Linked DNA regions of Sus scrofa: region 1 is linked to region 2. Evidence: chromatin contacts called from public HiChIP or PLAC-seq data. All regions are on one chromosome and are shown on one strand. Each heading gives the region's core, a stretch centred on a gene start, on an enhancer-like site or on the middle of the called end of the contact. The rest is flanking DNA. Distances are from core to core; before and after follow the strand shown. Region 1 overlaps DAPK1 (death-associated protein kinase 1). Region 2 overlaps DAPK1 (death-associated protein kinase 1).

What was found. HiChIP or PLAC-seq counts read pairs in DNA pulled down with a chosen protein or histone mark.
Region 1: an H3K27ac HiChIP or PLAC-seq map of alveolar macrophages shows a contact between it and region 2. The contact joins two enhancer-like sites. A contact is called at or near these places in 2 of 47 Hi-C or Micro-C datasets (fetal heart ventricle and heart right ventricle) and 1 of 2 datasets of contacts at active chromatin or transcription factors (alveolar macrophages).

The regions. Positions count from the first base shown.
Region 1 is chr10:27,903,768-27,908,972 of Sscrofa11.1, reverse strand. All of the region lies in intron 2 of DAPK1 (death-associated protein kinase 1), which reads left to right. Among named protein-coding and RNA genes, the nearest start is that of DAPK1, 48 kb to the left of the region's middle. Within about 2 kb of position 3,897, at least 2 of the 83 cell types and tissues checked have an H3K27ac peak or open chromatin away from gene starts, as enhancers often do. A contact at or near this core is called in alveolar macrophages, where this site is marked.
Region 2 is chr10:27,834,396-27,839,689 of Sscrofa11.1, reverse strand. All of the region lies in intron 2 of DAPK1 (death-associated protein kinase 1), which reads left to right. Among named protein-coding and RNA genes, the nearest start is that of DAPK1, 120 kb to the left of the region's middle. Within about 2 kb of position 2,714, at least 19 of the 83 cell types and tissues checked have an H3K27ac peak or open chromatin away from gene starts, as enhancers often do. A contact at or near this core is called in alveolar macrophages, where this site is marked.

The DNA of each region.
Region 1 (5,205 bases), core at 2,648-5,147, 68 kb before region 2:
TGTTTGTTGGCTTTGTTTTTTATAATAAATTTTAACAAATCTTTGTTTGTTTTTGCTTTTAGGGCTGCACCTGCAGCATATGCAGGTTTCCAGGCTAGGGATCAAAATTGGAGCTACAGCTGCCAGACTACACCACAGCCACAGCAATATGGGATCCAAACTGTGTCTGCGACCTACACCACAGCTTATGGCAATGCCGGATCCTTAACCCACTGAGGGAGGCCAAGGATCAAACCCGCAACCTCATGGTTCCTAGTCAGATTCGTTTCCGCTGCGCCACGACGAGAACTCCAATTTTAACAATTTTTAAAATTAGGCATTTTGAGGTCCTTAGCTGTGATGTCTTTATACTTTTCTGTTTTAATTCTTCCAATTTTTTTTTTTTTTTTTTTTGCCTTTTCTCGGGCCACTCCCGCGGCATATGGAGGTTCCCAGGCTAGGGGTCGAATCAGAGCTGTAGCCGCTGGCCTACGCCAGAGCCACAGCAACGTGGGATCCGAGCCGCGTCTGTGACCTACACCACAGCTCTCAGCAACGCCGGATCCTTAACCCACTGAGCAAGGGCAGGGACCGAACCCGCAACCTCATGGTTCTTAGTTGGATTCGTTAACCACTGCACCACGACGGGAACTCCATTTCTTCCAATTTTTTTAACTCTAGTTGATTTACAGAGTTATGCCAATTTCTGCTGTACACCAGAGTGACTCAATCATGCATACATATACATTCTTTTTTAAATATTATTCTCCATCATGGTGTATCCCAGGAGATTGGATATCATTCCTGTGCTATGCAGTAGGACCTTATTGTTTGTTCATTCTAAATGTAATAGTTTGCATCTACTAACCCCAGACTCCAGTCCATGCCATTCCCTCCCCCTCCTCGTTGCAACACAAGTCTGTTCTCTATGTGAGTCTGTTGTCTTTGTACATTTTATTTGTATTTATTTATTTTATTTTATTTTTATTTTTTTGTCTTTTTGCCTTTTCTAGGGCCAATCCTGTGGCATATGGAAATTCCCAGGCTGGGGGTCCAATTAGAGCTGTAGCTGCCGGCCTACACCACAGCCCCAGCAATGCAGGATCCAAGCCGCGTCTGCGACCTACACCACGGCTCACGGCAACGCCGGATCCTTCACCCACTGAGCAAGGCCAGGGATCAAACCCGCAACCTCACGGTTCCTAGTCGGATTCGTTAACCACTGCGCCACGACGGGAACTCCTGTCTTTGTACTTTTTAGATAGTAAAAGCCTTTGGACTCTAAAAAGTGGGCTTATCACCGCAGTTGGATTATATCTATTTAGAGGCCTTTTATGAAAACTTTGTGTGTTGGCTTAAGTCTCCTAAAAGTGGTGAAACTTATATTAAAATAGTTACTGAAGTCTATGATGTGTAGATTTTTTTCTCTAGATATAAGATGTATAGATGTATAGTTTAAGATGTATGGGTTATATGTGCTGGTGAAAGCTAAGTAGAATCTTCGCCTGGCTGCTACTAAGTCAATTTAATAAGACAAATAATTGTAGTTGATAACAGGAATATCTGTGTGACCACAGTAACTAATTCTATTATTATGCACATGGTAGGACAAGACAGTGTAGTTGCTCACTTAGCTGTCTCTTTCCTCAGCTGTGACCCTCTTAATGAAACCTGTGCGTTAATCATTTTTTTAATTCCTATTCAAATATATATGGACTGGGTAGTCCATATATATTTATGCTTTACCTGTCGACATGTACTTGAGATAGACATAATTGTTGAATTAATGAAAGCCCCTCTTGCTGAACTGTTTGCTCTTTACCCAGTTTCATTGGGATTGTGACATATCACAGAAATCTGTTTCAGTTTTCCCTATCAATCCTCACACAGAAAGGAAAAGTAATTTGAGAGACTTTCCAGGAGTATTCTCATACTTCACCACTTTTTAATTAAAGTGCTCCAGATCTTCAAAAAGAAATAATAATATTTCTCATGTATAAATTATCAGAAGTAGTTAGGAATAGACAAAATCAAGACATTCCAATAGAGCGTTCTTTTACTAAAGATTGGACATTGGTCGCTGCTTTTATTTCTATTAGCCATTTCTGTTAAATGCTTATGTGTTTCTATGCAGTTTATGACTAACTCAAGTATTAATACTTCTTCTTCTAGTACTTAAAGAATGACGGCGAGGAGTTCTTATCGTGGCTCCGTGGTTAGCGAACCCGAGTAGTATTCATGAGAATGTGGGTTTGATCCCTGGCCTCGACCAGTGGGTTAAGGATCTGGCATTGCCATGAGCTGGGGTGTAGGTTGAAGACATGGCTTGGATCCTGAGTTGCTGTGGCTCTGGTGTAGAAGACTGGCGGCTACAGCTCCGATTCGACCCCTAGCCTGGGAACCTCCGTATGGCTCAGTGCAGCCCACAAAAGACCAAAAAAAAAAAAAAAAAATTACTTAAAAGTAATGGGTAGGAGTTTCCGTCATGGCACAGTGGTTAACGAATCCGACTAGGAACCATGAGGTTGCGGGTTCAATCCCTGGCCTTGCTCAGTGGGTGAAGGATCTGGCATTGCCGTGAGCTGTGGTATAGCTCGCAGACGCGGCTCGGATCCCACGTTGCTGTTGCTCTGGCGTAGATCAGCAGCTACAGCTCCGATTCGACCCCTAGCCTGGGAGCCTCCATATGCCTCGGGAAGCAGCCCTAGAAAAGGCAAAAAAAAGACAAAATAAATAAATAAATAAATAAAAGTAAAAGTAATGGGTAACATTTTCTGAAAACTTGTCCGACAGTGTTCGTGTTTAACAGTGCTTTCCATGGACTAATTGTAGAAAGTGAAACACATGGATGTGTTGAATCATCACAACCATCCTAAGAGGGTGATGCTGTGATGCCTGTTTTGCAGATGAGAACCCTGGGGCTTGAGAAGGTGTAGGGATTTATCCATGCCACACAGAGAATAAAGGGGAAGAGCTGAGACTCTGAGCCCAGGTGCATTTCAGCTGATGGCCCTTGACCTTGTGCTCCGTCCACTGTTGCTAAGGTCAACTCTCCAGGAGGAACCTGCAAACAGTGTGCATGTCATTGACTTGCCAGAGGCTGCACAGGTTCCAGTCAGGTTTTATCATGCTGTTCATGTATCGACCATGCCGGTTGATTGACATTCAGTGACTTTTTCAAGCCTCACCAAACAGCTTGGCCTCTGTCCACCGTTGCCAAACAGAAACGTGGAGACAGGAGTTTTGGGTGAAGGAGAAAAAGATAGTTTTATTGCTTTGGCAGGCGACGGGGGCCACAGCAGCCTAAGCCTTAAAGACTGTGTCCCCTTTGGAAGGGATTAGGAGGTGGTTTCATAGTTTGGGGAGTGAAAAATCGGGTTGCAAAAAAGGATCAGGGTTGAGGCAAGCTTGCGGTGTCGTTCAAAGTTGGTGTTTAGTGGCCCACAGGAGTGGTTCTGGTGGTCCTTCTTCTTCCTGGAAGGAAGAATGCTTCATCAAGTACTTCTTCCATGTGTACTGGGTTTAAATTCTGCAGAAAGGCCCTAAGACTTAAGGAGGAACCAGGACCCTGCCCCCCAGCTGCACTATTGTCTCTTGACGGCTCCCCCCTGGGCTCCCATCTCCTCTTTCCCTGATTAGCAGCTGCTCTTTGGAACTCAGGGAAGGTGGTGGAGGCTGAGGCTTATTGCCTAAAAACAAGAAATGAAGGACCCAGAACGGCTTGTGTACCAGGAGCCCCCCCAGGGGCCCTACCTGAGTTACAGTTCGAAGGATCATTCATTCCCATTTTAAGGATGAAGAAATTGGCTTTGTGGCTAAGTCACCAAAAGACAGGAGGAGGCCCGTGAGAAGTGAAACCTGAGTCTGTCTGAGACTAACACGCTTGCCAGTACCCTGGGCTGGCGCCCTCAGGCCCTGAAATGATGGGATGTCGTGCAGACACTTCCTCATCTTCATCACCACAGAGTTCATTGACCGAGGACGAGGATGTGACATGTCATCGTGATCTTCAATAGATGCTCAGATAACCTGGCTTATCGTTAGCATGTCATTTTATAATTAAATATCTTCCTAGGACTTGACAGGTGACAAATCAGGAAATAGGTGTGTTTATTGCTTTTAACTCTGAAGCGTGTATGTATTTTAAAAGTATTTTAATAAGTATTTAAAATATGGCAGGTATTATATAGAACAAATTAGAGAATGTTACATAAAGGAGGGTTTCTTTTTCCTTTTTTTTTTCATAAAAGTTTTTAAAAGTACTGCTTAAGGCTTCCCATTTATGTGCAGAAGAGGTAATCCTTGGCTGTGGTAGTTCTACTTGTCCAAAATATATGATCTGAGGAGGAATGCACATTAGCCCTGAAGGTGGAGGAGAGGGAAACAGGAAGCGTTTTTATTTTATTCTATTATTTTATTTTATTATATTATTATTTTATTACTTTATTTTATTTTTGTCTTTTTAGGGCCCCACCTGCAGCATATGGAGGTTCCCAGACTAGGGGTCTAATCTGAGCTACTGCTGCCGGCCTACCCCACAGCCACAGCAACGCCAGATCTGAGCCATGTCTATGACCTACACCACGGCTCATGGCAACACCAGATCCTTAACCCACTGAGCGAGGCAGGGCCAGGGATCGAACCTGCCACATCATGGTTCCAGGAAGCCTTTATTAAAAAAAAAAAAAAAAATTATGGTCACCTCCTTTAACGGGCATAGAGCTGAATTTTTTTCAATGCTCATCTCTTGAAAATTGCTGTTTGTATAGACAGTTTCCATTGCTCACCAATTAAGTATAGGCATTAATCATTTTGAATCCAATTTATTTAAAATATACTGTTGTTAACAAATGTTTTCTGGACGTAGATAAGTGGATTCTGACATCATTAATAGAAACATAATCAACCTAAATGGTTCTGAAGGATTATCTTTTCATTTCCTGGAGCTTTCTGCAAAATTTATCATTTGTCCTTATCTGGGGTTTTTCTGTAGCTGCTTTATTAAGCCTTGCATTATTTGGTAGTACAGATTATGAGTTGAATGAAGTGATACAAACTTGGGAAATAGGTAAAAGCGTCACTTTTAAAATATCCCGATTGAATGCAGTATTGTCTTGTGCGTTTGGATTTTGTTTATTATAACATTGTGCTGTAGGTTTAAGGATTGAGGACTTAGAAGATTGTGGCATTAATTAGTGATCTGTCATATTTTAAACAAACTTGGGT
Region 2 (5,294 bases), core at 1,465-3,964:
CATACTCTTGTGTTTGGATTCATTTCTCAATTATGCAGAGTACATGTTGGATGATTTACAGCAATTGTCAAAAATCTCTCTGCAGCTTGGTTTTCTCATTAATAGAAGAGACAGTGATCCTGTGAATCTCCTAGTTGTGATTATTAATAAGGTAATATGTGGAGTTCCCTTCGTGGCGCAGTGGTTAACGAATCCGACTAGGAACCATAAGGTTGCGGGTTCGGTCCCTGGCCTTGCTCAGCAGGTTCAGGATCCGGCGTTGTCGTGAGCTGTGGTGTAGGTTGCAGACACGGCTCGGATCCCGAATTGCTGTGGCTCTGGTGTAGGCCGGTGGCTACAGCAGTGATTAGACCCCTAGCCTGGGACCCGCTGTGTGCTGTGGGTGCGGCCCAAGAAAAGACAAAAAAAAAGTGATATGTGTAAAGCGCCTTGCATAGCATCCTGGATACAGTTCACTGAGTGACTCCAAGGGTACTGCTTAAATTAGATATGTAAACTAGACAAAGAAATGAGCCAGCAAGTTGTTCTGTATGAAGCTTTGTGCCTTTTAGCAGAAGTTCTCTTTGGGAAGTTCCCTGGTGGCTCAGTGGGTTAAGGATCTGACTTTGTCACTGCTGTAGCTCTGTTTGCTGCTATGTCACCCAGTCAGTCCCTAGTCCAGGCACTTCCACATGTCATGGATGCAGCCCCCCCAAAAAATCATTTTTAATAAAATTTGTGATTATGTTTGAAACACATTTTTTTTAATAGATAACTCTTTCAAGCAGGGATGGGTCTCATTGTCTTAGAGGTTAATAACTTTTTTATAGTGAGTTGAAAGTTTTCATTTTAAAATGAGTGTGGTTATCTGTACCTACTGCAGCAAACTCTCATTAAATGACAGAGAATGTTAGTGGTATTTAAAAAAAAAAAAACGACATGCAGTCAATTCTCATTATTTGTGGTAGCTACATTCTGTGAAGCCACCACAAACACTGAACCATTGGTCCTGGAGAAAAGTACAGGGTTGGGTTCCTGTGAGCCTCTGGTTACAGCATTTTCACCAACAGATCAATGCATAACTTTGTTTGATGTGTGTTTCTGTTCAAAGACGCCTTGCTTAGTATATATTGCTTTTTCGCTAACACTGAACGCAATGGCCAACAGCACGGTAACCCCTGCCAAACGTGGCTTTTCATCACACAAAAATTTTCTCTGTAAGGCACACCATGGCCTCTGAGCTTAAAGAACACTGGACAATACTTCAGCCCCACCCTTGGGGACCTTTTTTTTTTTTTTTAACAGCCGCACCTGAAGCACGTGCATGTTCCTGGGGTAGGGGTCGAAGTGGAGCTGCAGCTGCGGGCCGGGGCCACAGCCACAGCCACAGCCACAGCAACACAGGATCCCAGCTGCCTCTGTCTGCAACCCACACTGCAGCTTGCAGCAGTGCCAGATCCTTAACCCACTGGGATCGAACCCGCATCCTCACAGAGACAACATCAGGTCCTCAACCCGCTAAGCCACAACGGGAACTCCTCGGGGGCCATTTTTAAATAGCGAAATCCCCAACAAAAAAACACAAAATGCAAAACTCACAGGGGCGCACAAATCATAAAAGGGACACTGTTGGAGTCCCCGTCGTGGCGCAGTAGTTAACGAATCCAACTAGGAACCATGAGGTTGCGGGTTCAATCCCTGGCCTTGCTCAGTGGGTTAACGATCCGGCGTTGCTGTGAGCTGTGGTGTAGGTTGCATACGCAGCTTGGATCCTGAGTTGCTGTGGCTCTGGTGTAGGCCGGTGGCTGCAGCTCCGATTTGATCCCTAGCCTGGGAACCTCCATGTGCCGCGGGAAGTGGCCCAGGAAACGGCAAAAAGACCCCCCCAAAAATAAACAAATAAATAAAAGGGACCCTGTTTACAGTATGAGAGCTGAAATAAGAAGGCCTTGACCAACCTCAGCTGGGAACACGGACATCTGGCTACTCAAATCCATAAATGAGCACAAAAAGCACTGTGAGTGTTGAGTTTTAGGTTACAAATGCATTTTAGTGAGTAGGTGACCTCGCAAATGTGGATCCCGCAAAAAGTGAGGATGGCTTATATTGTGTTTCAAGTTTAATGTTAATATACGGTGAGTTTCTGTTTTCCAGGAAGGAAGTTACGTCCTCCATCCATGGAACCATATTGTCTGGGTGTCAGCCACTGAGGAACCTCCTGTGTTTATCACAGGAGGGAACCTGGAGTGACAGGCAGTCTCCCAAGAGGGGGGCAGGGCTGGCCTTGCTTCTCTGTGTGCATTTACTTGCCTCCTGCCCAGAGCGTATCCTGGAAGCTGGATCAGGCTGTTACTCTGGGAGCCCACAATTTATAAGCCCTTGCCAAAAAAAAAAGAAAAAAAAGCCCATGCAAATTATTTTTTTCAGCCGGGGGGAAGATTGGAGAAGAGGCATTTTCCCCCAAAGTGGCCAAATTCAGGGTGGAGAGTGGGGGCGTGAGGGAGGGGGCACCAGCTGTCTAGGAACAGCAATTATCCAACAGTCCAAGTGGAATTAGGCTTCACAAAGCAGATCACTGTTTTAGAGAAGAAATTCTTCTCCATGAGTCTGTCCTCCGCCTGCTGGGCACCGGAGGAGGTGACGCTAGGGAAATACCCATCACCGAGTCACATGGAGCCCCTTCCCCATGGTCCCTGTGTGTGCCTCCCACACACCCTCTGGCTCAACTGGGACTCCTTCCCTGCCCCCCCCAGCGCTGGGAGCAGCTGCTTTCCCTCTGGGTGGGGCAGAGAGAGGAAGGGGAAGAGCCAGCCGCCAGATTTAGAAATAGTTTTACACATTTTAACAGAGTATAGCCCTGCTCTGTGTGTGTGTGTTTTCTTTGTCTTTCTTTCTTTCTTTTTTTTTTTTTTTGGCTTTTTAGGGTCTCACCCATGACACATGGAAATTCCCAGGCTAGGGGTCCAATCAGAACTACAGCTGCCCCCCATACCACAGCCACAGCAACGCCAGATCCAAGCCACATCTGCAACCTACACCGAAGCTCATGGCAACACCAGATCCTTAACCCACTGAGGGCAGGGATCGAACTCGCATCCTCATGGATCCTAGTCGGGTCCTTCATCTGCTAAGCACAGTGGGAACTCCAGTTTTCCTTTTTCTTTTAGGGCTCTTTTCCCCAAGCCATCATGAGAGGTGACATTTTGGGGTGATACTGCAGTGCTTTGAGATTTAAGCAATCGTGAGCTAAAGACAATGACTCCCATTGTGGAAGATCATAGCTCACAGTTATTGAAGCTTTGCTATTGCCAGGTACTGTTCTTCATCCTTCCCCCTCCATCCCAACAGCCCTCCCAGGCAGGCACTATATTCTACCCACTTTACAGATAAGGAAGCTGAGGCAGAGTCGTTAAGGGGTAAGTAAGCCCAAAGTTCCCTAGGTACTACTAGGCTGGAACCAAGACTCAAACACAGGCATTCTGCACCCCTGGCTGCTGTGCGGTTCTGTGGAATTACAGTGAGGCAGTTTTTAGGATTATAGATTCAGAATTCAAGAGCAGGACACCAGCGTTGTACCTGGGCTCCTGGAGGGGCTTTGCACCTAGGGCGTCAGGAGACAGAAGGTGCACCTGCCAGCTCTCGGTCCTGAAGGAATTATGGTCTTGGGAGAAGAGGAAATGGGCCAGAAAACAGCAAGTGCCATATAGGGATGGGCTGCCCTGTGACTCAGGGTGCAGGAGAGAGCACTGGTTGGGGAAGGGGTAGGGAGGCAGATTGTTGAAGAGTTGAGGATAGAAGTTCCCCATGTGGCTAAGCAGAAATGAATCTGACTAGCATCCATGAGGACGCAGGTTCGATCCCTGGCCTCGCTCAGTGGGTTAAGGATCCAGCATTGCCATGAGCTGTGGTGTAGGTTGCAGACACAGCTGGGATCCTCTGTTGCTGTGGCTGTGGCGTAGGCTGACAGCTGCAATTGGACTCCTAGCCTGGAACTTCCCTATGCTGTGGGTGCAGCCCTAAAAAGAAAAAAAAAGTATCAAAAGGGAGTTCCTGCTGTGGCCCAGGGGGTTAATGATCCCATTGTCTCTGTGGAGGTGCCCCTTCCATCCCCAGCCAGGTACAGGAAGTTAAAGGATCCAGCATTGCTGCAGCTGTGGTGTAGGTCCAGCTCAGGTTCAGATTTGATCCCTGTCCCAGGAACTTCTCTATGCTACAAGGGGGCCAGAAAAGAGGAAAAAATTAAAAATAAAAGTGTCAAAGATCTACATGGAACATTTGGCAGTGAGGTCAGACTTGCGTTTAAATTCTTTGTGGCCTACCTGTTAAATTTTTTTTTTTTTTTTCTCTTTGGTTTTGTTTTTTAAAGCAATGCCATTCAAACCACTGAGTTTGCCTTGAGTCTGCCTTTATAGCCCCCTGGTCAAGTGGCTGGGACTGCAGGACTCACGCCCAGGGGTCCCAGCTCCTGGAAGCACAGGCTGCTATGGGTTGGAGGTCCTGGCAGGGCTGGCATGCAGGCTTTTTGTCTTGAGGCCCCTCAAGAGCACGTGCCCAAGGGGCAAGAAGAGAAGGGGAACCCAAGCACCACTTCACTGGCCTTTGTAAAGCAGTACTAACTTTGTTTTGTATTCAGGCTGTTTTTCCGCCTTCTTCCATGAGCTGCATCCCTGCCGCCCCCCACCCCCCCCAACCTCAGAGAGAAAGCCCAGTTCTTCACTCTCCAGAGAAATTGGAAAGTGGTTGTAATCAAGTCCTAACAGATCCCACGACTCTTTAGGGTTGTGAGTTTATGGGCAATAGGTGCTAGTGTTCCAATGTGATTTATTCTTCAGCATCTCCATTAGCCCGCTACGGGGGTGGAAAGAGGGAAGAAGGTATTTATAACCTGCCATGCAAAAAAAAATTGATGCTGCTAGAAAAATAATCCTTCGCCGTGCTTTTTCTTCACCCACCCCTGCTGCTCAAGTAAATGAGTAACGTTTTAAAAGTATCCATTCTTTAGCATCAAAATATTAGTCTTAATTTGATTTTTCTCTTTCTGCTTTGTCTTCATGTGAGGGGAATAAAGCTAGCTAAAAATAACCGTGACAGTTCTCCACATAGCAGTTCCCCAGCAGGTGCCAAGAAATGTACAGATGCTGTGATGGGTGGATGGGCTCTAGGGAGGAGGTAGGGCTGTCAGCATTGACACAGGAAGCATCTTTCCATGGTATCTCACTTATTTCAGGGTAACCTGCTTGCGTCTCAAGGTCTCACCTGCCTGCATAGTCACCTTACTATTTTGTGTCAAGCTCTGTTATGGTATCTGTTTTTTT